Regions from separate parts of the Sus scrofa genome. Here region 1 is linked to region 2. The links are chromatin contacts, called in public HiChIP or PLAC-seq maps. All regions are on one chromosome and are shown on one strand. The core of a region is the stretch at or near the end of the contact, and the rest is flanking DNA. Distances in the headings are between cores, read along the strand shown.

Region 1 (2,700 bases), core at 116-2,615, 220 kb after region 2:
TTCTTTTTAACTCCATTATGTAGCTTTTTAGCTCACTGTCACTACAGCCACTTAGCAGATAATGCTGCCTGCTGCTCAAACCCATTATGTAAAATATATTTAAAGACACCTTCTCCAGTACTGGAAACCCACTACTGTGACCTAGACTAGGGGCTTTTTCCTTGTCAGTTATCCATTTGCAAAGTGCCTAGAATTAATTCTCCAAATGCCACCCCTCCCCCTCAATCCCAAAATGTTCTGTTCGTTTTGCTCTTTGCAAAACAAAATAAAACCAATGGCACAAGGAGAATATTCATGGGGTGTGGGTTCATGGTTTCTAGAGGGTTGTGAAGGTCAAACCAGATGCAGATGCATGTGGATAACCTTGGGGGTGGTGGGGAGACCCGCCTGATTCTTCAGTTTACAACTTGCCAGGATAATCCTCTTCAAGCATAAGATTGTCACCCTTTTAAAGCCCTGAGAGGGACCCTGCTGAAGACCACGTGGGCAGAGGCAGCTGGGCTGCAGGGCAGCATTCTTGGGCCCCAGCTCTGCCTTCAGCCAAGTGGGCGGCCCCATATTTTTATGGGAGGACTAAATACTTCTTTAAAAATTAAAAAAAAAAAAAAGAAAGTTGGGTTTTATGGACATAAAAGACAACTCGTGCAAGGTTGTTATTATTCGTGGGCCAGCAGAGTTGGGTGGGTGGTCATGAAATCAGGAAAAACAGAAGTGACTTGAGAAATAGAGGGCATGAAACTAAACACCCATGAAATTAGAAATGCTGCTTTGACATAATGTGTTTTCCTTTCCACAGGTCAGGGTCCTCAGCATTACAGAGCACTCCAAAAACTTGCAGTTTTTGTTGTAGTCCGTGTAAATTAAGCTAATCTTAGATTACAGAGGCATCAGTTCTTTCTTTCCCAAATGGGATTGTGCTTAATCAATTCCATGTTACTCCAATGCAAATCATCCTTGCTTACTTTTTGGTCGTTCTGGGGCTGTTTCCCCAACCTGGATTCTCTCACTCATCACAGAAGTCAAGCCCCTGTTACTGGAGATGATCTCTGAGATGCCCCTGTTAGAGAAAGGAATGTGCAAATTAGGAGACTACAAATCAGTTTGAAAACTCAATGACTCCTTCCCATAAATCTATGTCCTTAATATTAAAAATCATTTGGAGGTGCTGAAAAGAAAGAGAACTGATCTCTAACAGAAAACAGCAGCCCTACTCTCTTTGGGGGCACAGACTAGTAGTCGAGAGGGGTAAGGCAGATCTAAATCCACGTTCTGCTACCAAAAATAGAAAAGAGGAAACCTTTGAAGCCAAAGAAGGCCTAAGAATATCCGTCAGCAAAGAGCTAGAGCGACATGGACAGGAAGCAATGCTCAAGTGGCAGTTTTGTGCTGCCTTTTTTTTTTTTTTTTTTTTTTTTTCCTCTTCGTAGCTTTCACAATCATCCTGTTAAAAAGATAGCTTTCAAAGACTTCCCTTCAACACAGATGCGGGCCCTCACAGTCAGCCTTTCTGCAGCAGCTCAGGGGTCTGGCGCTCCCCCGCGCTTCCAGGCAGCCCTTGGCTTTGGTGTTCTTCCCCCTGCCACGGATCACTTCAATCTGTTTAAGGCTGAACAGCCAACTCTTCATAGACCACGTTCCACCGAGAGCCCTCAGTAGGAAATGGTTGGCTGAGCAAACATTTGTTTCCTGTTTTGCTCTTGATAATTTTACATTTCAGCTCAACCTAGCTTTCCCCTTTTATAGTTATGAAAATCAACACATTGAGCCAGTGAAGTTTGTTTTCCCTCATGCATTTTGAATGATGCTATTAAGAATACATGTGAATAGATCTTATAAAAGATATTGGAGTTAGAAGTGGTTCCTTGGAAACAAGAAGGTGAGGGAGCTTCGGAATGGCCTGTGGACAGCTGGAGAGGCATAGATGTTAAGAGGGTGACCAGACAGAGAAAAATAGGGTATGGGGGAGAACACAGATAAGAAAAGACATTGAGAGGCCAGTAGAGCCTCTGTTAGCCATGCAACTTTATACAAATTAGGAAGAAGTACCCCTTTTTCTGAATACACACAAACTTGAGAGGGCACATGGTTAGATATCAGGCCTTCACTCTTCCTTTTGGCGAGGTGCCATTCTGCAAGGCAGAGCCCCACATACTATATGCGGGGCTTGGGAAAAATGTGTGCAAGAGACTGAAAGTTCCAAATGGGGAAATTTAGCAGAACCGGCCAAGAAAAAAAAAAAAAAAAAAAAAAAAAACAAGAGTCACGGATGTTTCTGGTAGCATACAGGAAATCCTGTTTTGAATCATAGATCTTTGCTAACTGAGGGTTGGCAAAACTGATTTCTCCAAACTAGCTTTATCAAAACATCCCAGTGGAGTGTATCATCCTTTATCGTGTTTCATATGATACATGTATTGTTCATTTTTATGGGAGCTTTGTGTTCAGCACATTGAGTGGATAACTTGTAGGCTTTATATAATTTATGTCTGTCAGGAATGACAATCCCTGACTAGGCACAAATGGCTGTGACTAGTTATAATCTGAGCCCGAATCTGAAAACATTTGAACTTCAGAGGATGCACAGTTGGGGATTCTTAACTGCCTTTCTAACTCTTGAATATTTTATTGAAATAACTCATTAAAATTCAGTTAAACGAAAAAATATAATAACCTCCAATCCTCAAACAGATTATTTTTCCA
Region 2 (2,700 bases), core at 114-2,613:
ATCCTACTAAATACAGATGGGATGCTGTTACTCTTTTGTGTCTTCCCACTGTCTACAGGTTAGAGTCTAAACTCTTTGGCATAGTTTCCAAGGCCCTTTATGTCCTGCCCTTGCCTGCCTTTACAGGCTAATCTCACATCACTCTGCCACATGCATCTTCCATCACAAACATACCCATTGACTTGCTCCAGCCAGAAGACATCATGCTCTTCAATTACTCAGTATCTATGTCCTTCTTCAACTTGTCAGCCTGAACCACTGCTTATCTTTCAAGCAGCATGTAATAAAGAAAAGAGCTCAAAATTTATATCCAGATTGATCAGGGTTATACTCCAGGTCATTTAAATTCTCTGCGCATTGGCTGTTTCACCACTTCCAGAGATACACACCCACTTTTGGTGCCCATTGTGAAAATAAATGCAGAAATATAAGTGAGTATCTGGCATGAATACAGCAGGCTTCTGTTGGAGTGAGCCCTCTGGACTCATATGCCCATGTAACCGAGCTCTTCTCCATAGCTAACTCCAGCGGTGCTTGCCAACTCTGTATACCTGAGTTTGCCCTCGTTCTTTGCTCTAACCCCTGCCTGGTTCCTGTCAATAATTCTTTATGCCAAGGGAGATCCTGCTCTCTAAATCCTCAGCCACTGGCTGATGTCCTGCTTCAAATCCAGGAGATCCTTGAAATCACAATGTTGCCATTTGGCCACTGACCAGACCAGCAGAAGTTACTGCTTCTTGGAGGCTGATGTTAACACCACAGAATTGATTTTATTGAATCCTTTGGCTATAATTTTGGTTTAATTCACCTAAAAAGTTGTCTTAGCTTCTAAACCCAAATTCTGCCTATTTTTACCTTTTTTTCCATTTCCTCACCAACCAGGAAAGAATGATAAACTCCATGGTTTATGACTGATACCTTAGGTATAAGTTATCAGCCAAGTCACAATACCTTAAGACAGAAAGGGCACAATAAGAGTTAACTGGATGTGTGGTCAGTCAATGCATAACCTTAATAACATTGGTCAAGACACAAGATAGAGAGCAAGAAAGAACTTTTTTCTTCACCCCTCCAACTTCTCCGTGGGCTATGGCTATGTGGCCTTTAGCTGTAGCAATGTTTATCCTAATTTTAGTTTGTTCTAGTCAGCTCAATTTGTTGTTATAGTTCATTCAAAGAAGCGTCCAGTCACTGAAAGAGAAAAGAATAATATTCTGCTGCCTGGAACGCCCACGGTAAAGACAGCCTCCTGGTTTCTCTGCCAGGGAGCTCTGCTGTGACATGGTACCAATGCTAGATGTGGGAGAGAGGTGAGGCAGCTGCATTTTGTGGTGCCTGTCATTCTTATTCGACAACTGTTTGGGTTTTAGAAACTCTTGGCATTGGATTCTATTAGTTCACCCACTCCATCTTAGTAACTACCACTTGCCCTCCCTATAAAAGGTCATGCCAACTCTGAGATGAGGCAAGGACACATTTGGCAGCCCTGCCTGGCTTCTGCTCTGGCATCTGAAGCAACTTCTCTTGTATCTGGTCAGATATGCAACTTCTTGTGGCCTCAGAATGAATACATATGGGTGGGTTCAGATGTCAGAATATGCTTCCCCAGAAGGGAAGGGATAAAAACTCCCTTCTGCTTTTAATAAGTATATTGAGTGCTAAGATGATCCTTAGTCGTGCTGTGAGAGTCGGTGGTGTGTACTAGACAGTGTGAACACACCTCTTTTGGCATTTGCTAATGTACCTCCATTTCAAAGAAATTCCCTTCAGCCCTTTTATTTCACCATCACGTATGGCCCTGAGCTAACCCAGCACGTGAAATTCCTATGAGTAGGGTGAAAAGCCCACTTTGTTCTCAAAGCATAACAAAGATCAGGGAAGAAGGGTACAAAGGTGCACTGGGGCATCAAATATCCCCATAAATGATTCTTCCTATGTTTTGCCTCTGTCTCAAATTTGAGAATTACCTATACTACTTGTTTAACTTCTTCTAAAATATAGTAATCACCAAGCAACTTGAGAAATGGCTGTGTGCCAGTGTTTCTCATGCATAGAGTCACCCTATAAGCAGTCATTATTGCCCTGACCTTACAGATATGGACACCAAAGTCCAGAGCAAAGTAAGAGACAGGACTCAAAGCCAAGTCTCTTGGCTTTGAACCCCAAGCCTTGTACACTGTACAGTTTTCTTGACCACTACACTTTCAATTTTATGCTGCAAACCTCTGGCACAACAGAGATTCAGCCCTGTATATAGTCACTCCATTATAATGAGTGTCATTCCAAACAGAATGGGCAAGTACAAAATCTCTACTGTAATCTTTTCTTTTTTTCAAAGTACACTTGTCTTGGGAGAAGATATGAGAGAGAGAATGGAAGTGTTCATATGGAATTATAGGGATATGACAGACTGAGTCAAAGACACTCCAAATCTTTTGGATTTATTATTTTAGATTATTACTAAATTTGCTAGTATCTCAAAACATGCTTAATGTTAATCCCCGAAAACCTGCATTCAGGAACATGGCTCAGAATGCACTTAATGGAATGAAGTTTTAACCCATCATTAAAAATTCTCCATTTCCTGGAGTTCCTGTCGTGGTGCAGTGATTAACAAATCCGACTAGGAACCATGAGGTTGAGGGTTCGGTCCCTGGCCTTGCTCAGTGGGTTAAGGATCCGGCATTGCCGTGAGCTGTG

What was found. HiChIP or PLAC-seq counts read pairs in DNA pulled down with a chosen protein or histone mark.
Region 1: a contact with region 2 is called in an H3K27ac HiChIP or PLAC-seq map of alveolar macrophages. The contact joins two enhancer-like sites. A contact is called at or near these places in 2 of 2 datasets of contacts at active chromatin or transcription factors (alveolar macrophages and skeletal muscle).

The regions. Positions count from the first base shown.
Region 1 is chr16:35,794,431-35,797,130 of Sscrofa11.1, forward strand. No RefSeq gene overlaps it. Among named protein-coding and RNA genes, the nearest start is that of MAP3K1, 77 kb to the right of the region's middle. Within about 2 kb of position 1,366, at least 34 of the 83 cell types and tissues checked have an H3K27ac peak or open chromatin away from gene starts, as enhancers often do. A contact at or near this core is called in alveolar macrophages and skeletal muscle, where this site is marked.
Region 2 is chr16:35,579,423-35,582,122 of Sscrofa11.1, forward strand. All of the region lies in intron 2 of ANKRD55 (ankyrin repeat domain-containing protein 55), which reads right to left. Among named protein-coding and RNA genes, the nearest start is that of ANKRD55, 79 kb to the right of the region's middle. Within about 2 kb of position 1,364, at least 2 of the 83 cell types and tissues checked have an H3K27ac peak or open chromatin away from gene starts, as enhancers often do. A contact at or near this core is called in alveolar macrophages and skeletal muscle, where this site is marked.